Regions from separate parts of the Rattus norvegicus genome. Here region 1 is linked to region 2. A link is a contact called in public Hi-C data. All regions are on one chromosome and are shown on one strand. Each heading gives the region's core, a stretch centred on a gene start, on an enhancer-like site or on the middle of the called end of the contact. The rest is flanking DNA. Distances are from core to core; before and after follow the strand shown.

The links. A called contact is a pair of places that touch in the nucleus more often than the background predicts.
Region 1: a Hi-C map of liver shows a contact between it and region 2, with 3 times the contacts expected there. The contact joins the promoter of Shroom3 here to the enhancer-like site in region 2. A contact is called at or near these places in 2 of 12 Hi-C or Micro-C datasets (hepatocytes and liver).

Annotation. Positions count from the first base shown.
Region 1 is chr14:15,677,909-15,682,209 of GRCr8, forward strand. Shroom3 (shroom family member 3) reads right to left here and starts at 2,355. Exons shown (of 11, transcript NM_001100889.1): 1 at 2,191-2,355. The coding sequence starts at 2,355.
Region 2 is chr14:15,565,888-15,570,542 of GRCr8, forward strand. All of the region lies in intron 2 of Shroom3 (shroom family member 3), which reads right to left. Among named protein-coding and RNA genes, the nearest start is that of Shroom3, 110 kb to the right of the region's middle. Within about 2 kb of position 2,949, at least 3 of the 93 cell types and tissues checked have an H3K27ac peak or open chromatin away from gene starts, as enhancers often do. A contact at or near this core is called in liver, where this site is marked.

The DNA.
Region 1 (4,301 bases), core at 1,105-3,604, 110 kb after region 2:
GACAGACTTGGACGTGTCTCCCTCTCAGTTTCTTCTATCATGGCTGTGGCTCGCTTGAGTCCCGTTGTTCAGTTTTGCAGCCATAATCTTTACCAAGATTTAAAAAAGACTTTCTCTGTAGCAGACATTACACTACATTCAACTGACATAGAGTATTATGCCTGTGCCCCACAGACACCAGCGGGTTCCAGTGGCTCAGTAGAAGGGGATTAAACCTCTGTGAGAGCCACCAGTGTTCTCATGAACACATGCATGGACTTTATCACTAATAGCCAGGGAGGTCGTTCGATCGGCTTCTAAATGCACACATGTTCAAACACATTTGCGACATGCTTTCTTGGTTGTTTATCCAACAGTTAACTCTACCTCATTCATAGAAAGAACCAATTTTTCCCCCTCTCAAATAGTACCAAAGAATCCTTGACTTCTAGAAGGCTAGGCCCCTATTCAGAATTCATGAGAGAAACCCTAGCTGGTCTAGGTCATGGTCATTAATTTCCTTTGCTCTCTACAAGATACAGCACAGTTCTGGCCAATGAGAAAGAAGCAAAAGTCTGAAAAGCAAAAACCTCCCACCCTGCCTGGAATGAAGACACACGGGCGGAGGTACAGCACCCACCCTACAACCATGAGGACAAAGGACCACAAATAAGAAAGGCTAATGGAAGATCTACATGGAATCCATGACTGGATGAAGCTGTTGTTCCCCCCAACAGCTGACCTCTGTCTGGATTTCTTGTAGCCCTAAGGAAAACAAGCCTTCGTTTACTAAGGGCTCTGGTTTCAGGGCTTTGGTTTTTCAATAAATGAAATCTTTTCTAGTGGATACATATACAGGTCTCCTCTGTTTTCCTTAAGAAAGCACACAGCCTGCAGGATGTCTGGCATATTTGGTGGCCAACTACTGTCACTTCCAATTCCTCCTGGCTTGTCCACCTTAAGATTTCTCTGTTCTTCCTCAAAACACATGTTGGGGGTGGGGGTGGTGAGGGTGTGTGTGAATGTGTGTGTGTGTGTGTGTGTGTGTGTGTGTGTGTGTGTGTGTGTGTGTATCTGTAAAAAGCAACCTTACCAGATAACAGACTTCAAATTCAACACCTAGTATTTCTTTCTCTACCCTCAAACTCAAAAGAATTCCTCCCTCAGTTACAAATGTTTTCTTGGGGATGCCATTGCCTGAAAGCCTTGAAATATTCTATTGTCCTCAACTGTTACTAGTCTGTGGTTTCAAAATAAATATTATAACAAATAATTTGAAAGTCTGCTGTTTCAGAGAAAAGTAAGAAAACTAACTCTAAAAGGAAAAAATATGGGCTGGAGAGATGGCTCAGCGTTTGAGAGCACTGGCTGCTCTTGCAAAGGTCCTGAGTTCAACTCCCAGCACCCACATGGTGGCTCACAACCATCTGTAATGGGATTTGATTCGCTCTTCTGGTGTGCAGGAAGATAGACACTCATATATATTAAACAAACAAATATTTTTAAAAGCACCAAAAGATCAATGAAGATTGAGTCATATTGCATAATCACATGGTTTTTAAAAAATCAGACAAATAATAAAGAGAGTGACAGATGGGGCGTTTTGTCCATACTAACACCACTTTAAATCCTTCTGTATACAAAGCGATCAAAATTATTTGTTTGTTCAGTTGGTTTGGATTTTGAGACGGTCTTGCTAACTTGCTCCTTACTGAAAAATCTTGTCTCCGTGTCCCCCCTGCTGAGTTTGGGGGCCTGTACACCCGGGCTAATGATCTAATTTAATAGAACATGTAAAGTAATTTTAAAGCTGGGTATTCTCGGTTGCAGGGCAAGATTTTTCTGACCTGGACCGTGTGCTATGTCATGACCTTTTGCTGCTGATGATCTTTAATCTGATTTATAACGGAAGGCTCATGTGGGAACTGATCTTGCATTTCATACACAAAAAGAGAAGATTAGCCACCAATTGAGCACATTTTCCTGAGGATTTCACAGAATGAATGAACTAGAAACACTTTTCTTCCCAACACCAAGCCATCCAAAAACATTTCCTGATAATCAGAAAGGCATGAGTCAACAAATTGGGTGGTTTAAGCGCAATTCAGGCAACGAGCAGGCTTTTTTTCTTTTCTTTCAGTTTTTGACAAATCTGACACAACTTTAAAAGCTGCAAACAAAACACAGGTTGGTTGCAGACGATAGACTTACCTTGGAAATAATTAATGGTTCTCCATGCTCCAGGCCACCTTTCAGGGTGAAGCCCCAGGGAGCCCCTCCCTCTAGGAGCGCTTCCAGATAAACGTATCTCTCCTTGGGGGTCCTGCTGGAGTTTGGAGTGGCGCTAGGCTCCTCCAAGTTCTCGGGGGTCCTCATCGCGCCAGACACATGGTCAAGTCGGCTTCTGTTTAAAGTGTCTGACCCAGATGGAGGCTAGCGGAGCTCCCCTGCTGGGTTAGACCGTCCTGCAAGCTACCCGCAGGCTAGGAGAAACGCAGTCCGGGCGGCGGCGAAGCTCCCGGCTCTCCGGAGATGCTTCTCCCACTACACCCTCTGGAATTCGGGGCTCTCGCAGAAGTCCCCAGTGGGGTCTGCCCACAGCGTTCGCACCGACGTCCTCCAGGGTTCCCGCAGACTGCTTTCGGCTCGCACACGCGCCAAAGCCTTGTCTGTGTTTCTGTTTTTTTAACCGAGAACAGTAAAAAAGCCTTTCACCCGGGTCTGGGAAGAAAGCGACAGAGCCGCAAAGAAATACCTCTTTTTTTTTGATTGATCACCAACCCTTTCTTCCTGAGCGAGTGGAATTTACCATGACAATAGCGTCCGCCCTCCGCAGAAGCTGCATTTAAAGAAAGCAGGCGCTAGCGGTGCTCTTGTTGCCCTCGGAATTTTCGATCCTGTCCCCCGGGCGGGGGGCGGCAAGGCTGAGCGAAAACTTTGTACCCATTTTTGTCAGGCATTTAGTTTAACGTTTGCTTCTCGGATTGGAGGAGGTTTGCAAGAGGAAAAGACATGGGTTAGAGCGCGGAAATTCTTAGTGTCTGGAGGAAGTCACCCCCAAATCTCAGCGAGGCAATGCGCTTCTTTTCTTTGGCATTTTTAGCGATGGTGGGTCCCTCTGCAGCGGCCCGGGGTGAGAGTGCGGGGTGGCAGAGGAGCGAGCTCTGTAGAATTCAGCCACAAAGACCTGGCAATCAGAGGCGGCCTACAGCGGATAACAACGAGGAAACTGAAAATGCAGGGCAGACGGCTAGAAATAGTTACCAGAAGAGCCCCGCCTCTCACTAATTAAAGCAGAACTTCAGGCAAGCGTTGGTATTTTGAAAATCCCTCCAGGCACTTCTGCTGCTGGGCCGCTGAGTCTGAGAAGCTGCGCCTAAGCAGGTTGGGCGAACTTTCAAGTGTCAAGGGCTTTATTGATTTCATTAGCAGAGAATACCACATGCAGCATAAGATCAGCTTCTCCAGACAAACTGCTTTGCTATGCAAAATGAGGAAGGCGTTTTCTGCCTTTAACTGTGGTCTACCCCAAGATTACTTGATACCTGCTGTTAAGCACTAGGGACCCATGGCTCGATGTTACTATGGGTTGTCAGTGTAACTTTGTAATAATACTGTATAGCATATAACACTTAACATTGCTTTCCAATCAGAGTTTGAGCGGCTATTTGTCCTGCCCAGAATTCGCTGAGATTATTGGAACAAATTAGAATTCTTTTCAAGGAATATGCTTACCCAAAGTTTTTCTACTTAAATTTGTGATGAGATGAATTTTATTTTTTCGGAACTGCAGTTTAAAATTATAGAAATGCGATAAAAATTTGATGTCAGCGTTTTTATTCATAAATAATAAAACATAGATACTACAGAGCAAATAAAACTGGGATTGGGACAGTGCAATATTGAGCCATCTGAACAGCTCACACACTCGACAAGCCTAACTACTAGGGCTCGGTTCCAAGAGCCTTCATAAAAAGCCAAATGCAGGGGTGCCCATCTGGAATCCCAACACCCCTACATCTAGACAGGAGGCTCAGGCAGTAGAATGGCCTGGAGGTTTCATGTCCACATAGCCTAGAGTACACAGCCCAGCCCCAGAAACAACAGAAGACCCCACATCAAGGTGAGCAGCTAGAACTGAATCCCCAAAGTTATCTTCTGCACACCATGACACAAGTGCGTTCAGACTCATGCATGCATACACCCACATCATACATACACATGCACACGCTCACAATAAATAAATACATGAGCTACAACAACCGTGATGCTAAGGCTGGCGTGGGGGGAGTGTAGCTCAGTTGTTAGCGTGCTTGCTTGAA
Region 2 (4,655 bases), core at 1,699-4,198:
TGGTCTTGAACTCTGCTTGCCAAGGGCTATGAGTAAAGGGGTGTGCCAGCCCCATAGCCTAGAACTCAAAAGCTGAGAGGGACACTTGAGCCTTACTCTACCAAGCAAATCACACAGCCAGAGCTTATGCACAGGGACATGCTAGCAGAGCTTTAATCCTCCAGTCTCTCCCTTCCAGGGAAATATGAGAAAACCTTTCTAATGCATTATCAACTCAGAGTGAATGCCTCGACTGAGCTTGAAGAGAGAGGCAGTGGGGAGGGAAAAGGTTCCAAACTGGCTTGGAGCCCATGCGTACAATCCCAGGATTTGGGAAGCTGAGGTAGGATTACCATGAGTTACAAAAATAATGAAGAAAATGGGCCGCGGATGTATTGCAGAAGGGATGTGAATATCTGGTGTGCACAAGGGCTGGCACAGTGTAAACCAGGCAAGGTGGCCCATGCTGTAATTCTAGGTTCCACGACATGGAGGGAGGAAGATGAGATGGTCCAAGTCTTCCTTGGCTATATACCAAGTGCCTGGCTAGCCTGTGCTACATGAGACCTCGTCTCAAAAACAAAATAAAAACCAAAACCTAATAGTAATATTTCCACTTTGAAAAGGCCCGCCGTCTGCGTGAAATGGCCACCGTCTGCACTGAATGAGGCACGCTCATTCCTCTGTGTACAAGGACCTCTTCCTACTCATGAAGTTCAAGTCCTACTTCAGCTAGCACCCTGGTTTGCACACTGTGGTCTACAGATTAGGGTGGGCCTTCTCAAGAAGGTGATTTACTTAACAAATACACACTTTATTTTTAGATGATCCGTGCTGTAATCACCAACCTAAGCACCGTAGTCACACATTTCTCCATTAAGCCCCACAGAGATTAAACGATTTGCCCAAAATTCCACGGCTAGTACTTAATGCCCTCAGACCTCCAATCCAGGCAGCCTCAGCTTGGCCACTGCCTGTGTGTCCTAACTCTCACATACCTAGCGTAAGCCTCGTCAAAAGCACAGAGAGTGTGGTAGCATATCTTTAAGCCCAGCGTTTGGGAAGCAGAGGCAGGTGGATGGATCTCTGGCAATTTGAGGCCAGCCTGGTCTATATAGCAAGTTTCAGGACAGCCTGGGCTACACAGTGAGACCGTGCCTCAAACAAGTAAACATACAAACGAACACACAACAAGAACTCAGACAAAACAGTTAGCAAAAAGCCAGATGTGGTGGCATATGTCATTTATCCCAGAACTTGGGAATCAAAAACAGGCGGATCTCTGTGAGTTCAATGCCAGCCTGGTCTACAGAGTGAGTTCTAGAACAACAGCCAGTGCTATGTATTAAAAAAGAGACAAAACAGTTACCAAAATAGATAAATAATAAGATAAAAACGAACAAGACAGTTACCATAGAAAGTACTTAGCTTTTTCTTACATACCAAATATAAATTGCTTAACTAACAAGTGTGTGTCTGTGTTCACCAAGTTTAAGAACAGAATACTATTTGTCAAAAGTAGTATCTTTTAAAAAGTGAATCTCTGGTGTGCATATATGTGCATGTGTACTCATGTAGGCCGTGCTTGCATATGTGTGCAAGTGCGGGCAGAGGTCAAAGGTTGACAACAGGAGCTGCTACGGCATGTGTAGAGGGTCCTTCTACCACGGCGTGGGTTCTAAGGATCGAACCTCGATCTCCTGGCTCCTGCAGCACCTTCACCCGGTGGCCATGGATCTTCCTGACCCATCCACCTCATTTTGTGAGCCAGAGCTTCTTGCCCGACCTGTCGCTGGTTGATTGGCTAGATTGACTGGCCAGCATCCCCCAGGGATCCTCCTGTCTCTGACTGTCCAATTCTGAAAGGGGACCGGACCCACGCTCAAACAGCGCTGACTGAAACACATCAGTCACTTGACATCTTCAGATAGAATGCAGCCGTATATGTTGGAGGTACAGGTCACCCTCTTAGTTCCCACACTGGGTGGCTGATAGCCACCTGTAATTTAGTCCAGATAGTCTGACACTCTCTTCTGGCCTCTTGCATATTGAACATGAACACCCCACCACACACACACACACACACACACACACACACACACACAAAAATATAACACAACATAAAGCGAACAATAAAATTAAATCTTTTGGGGGGGTTGTTTTAAAAATATTTATCATTACTATTGTTACTGTTATTATTATTACTGTTTCTTTGAAACAGGGTCTCTCTATGTGTCTGTCTGTCCTGGAGCTCACTCCATAGACCAGGCTGGATGTAAACTCACAGAGATCCACCTGCCTCTGCTTCCGGAGTGCGGGGCTTAAAGGCATGCACCACCATAGCTGGCAAACTTTATTTTATGTATATGCATGCTTTACTGCATGTATTTCTGTGCATGCCTGGTGCCTGAGGAGATCAGAAGAAGGTGCTGGACTCCGGAGGACTGGAGTTACATACAGACAGTTGTGACCTGTCATCTGGGTGTTGGGACACCAACCAGATCCTCTGGAAGAGCAGCCAGTGCTCTTAACCACTGAGTCACTTCTTTAGATCTATTTTTATTTTTTTTATAAAGCATCTTGCACCATATACAGTTCAATTAAATCTGAAGATCTTTTCCTCTTATCTACCAGTTTCCTTCTGAAGGTCACCTGGCCCTCAGACAAGTATTTTACACATGTCTGCCAAATAAAGTGTGTGTTGATTTCAGATGGGACTTGCAGTGTTGACTCTCACTGTGTGCCTCACCCAAATTAACACTCTCTGTTTGGGCTCCAGCTCTTCACATTCCACAAGGGTCTCCCCAGCCGGGAGCTGTTTACTTTACTCTTGCAAAGCCTCTTTTAGCTTATCATATCACCCCCATCACCCCCATCATCCACCACCAGCTGTAGGCGGTGGCCCGCAAGCACCAGAGCATTCTCTGTCCCTGAAGCCTCTACACTGACTGCCCTTTGGCTCCCAAGAAAGGCTAAGCCCCGCCCTCTTCATGGGTCAGCAGAAATCCCAAGATCTCTGACCTGCGGCTCGCTGGGGACTTTGCATGTCTCTTGTCACTGAAGTCTTTTAAGAAGGTGTTTTATACTTCGGCCTGTTCTCAGTCACCCTGAAACTCACATAAACACCATTGCCCTTGGAATTTTTGTGTGTCCACCCCACAGGTGTTACCCTCAGCCACTCAAAATAACTTTAAAGGAGGCAGGTACATAAACTTTGACTATACAAGTTATTTGTCCGCCATAGATAGCCACCCTCAGTTACGTTTCTAGAAAAATCATGTGACATTATTATTAATAATAGTAGTAGTAGTCGCTTAGGAAGCAAAGCAAGCTAATAAATGAATTATTACAAATCATTTTGTCAAAATAGAGAGAAACAAATTCTCAGGTTGAGGCCTGGATATGAAGGCTGGACTGAAGGAGAAAGCTGCCGGTCCACCACAGCGGCTTGCAGTAGATCTGGAGGTAGGGGAGAAAAACACCCTTTCTTGCCTCCTGCAGCTTGCCTGTGAGAGAGGTGAGGCAGGCTCCTTTCCTCTAACACTGAGACTTTACGCTAAACATGGATACAAAATGGATGAGCTTGGATGCATTCAACGGTCACCCCAGAGACAAAAACGTTTCCCACACCCGTTGTGGCGAGTGCAAGACTGCCTGTAACCTTATCGATTTCATTAACATATCTAAAGAAAGAATGTGTCAGTCAGAGAGGGGATTTGGTGGTGAGGATTGAAACTGGAAAAGGGAGTGTGGGGGACAGTGTGATCCCCTGGGGCCCCAGAGGGGAAAGGCCTTGAAGTCTAATGGGCGGGTATAGCATCTGGTCATCAGAATAGATGCCACCACACACAGCAGCTCCTACAGGCAGAGGTCACCACTTCCTCTTCAGTATTGCTGTAGGGATGAAGTATATTGATTCCCATCCAATTAGAAGTGTCCATCTTGAAATGAATTAGCACTTGGCCATGGTGGTTAGTGCCCAGTGGCTTCTGGGCTTATATAATGGGACTTTATACTCCTAAATCCCACAAGCTCTGAAATGTCCAGCACGAACTTTAGGCCCATAAGCAAATCACAGGCCCCTAAACCAGAATAAATTCACCGAGGGACTGAAGTAGGAGCTTCTGGATAAGGAGGCAGCCACATAAGTGACCATGTGACAGTACCATGTGACTCTCTGGCCCAGTTGAGCCCACATTCCTTTTTTTTTTTTTTTGGTTTCTTTTTTTTCCCCGGAGCTGGGGACTGAACCCAGGGCCTTGCGCTTCCTGGGTAAGCGCTCTACCACTGAGCTAAATCCCCAGCCCCTAGCCCACATTCTTTGCATGTTAACTTTATCTATCACAGTCAGTATAATGTCTTTATGAGGAAGGAGATATTGTATTTTATTGAATAAATGAGGTGATTGAAGCTTAGAGGGTCACATAGCAGCAAGGACCGAGTTCAACATTTTATGCCAAATTAAACACAACTGGCAAAGATTCTGCTAGAAAGAACTCAAATGGCGTGCCATCATCAGACATTAGACAGCACATCTAGAAACCTGTAGGCTACCAGCGTGGAACCCGTCCCTTTGGGACACTTCACGATCCCGTCAGACACCTCAGGAGTGTGAGCACCGTGATCACTCTCTGCCAGCACCACTGCTCTCAAGCGGGAGGTTCTTACGAAGGTGA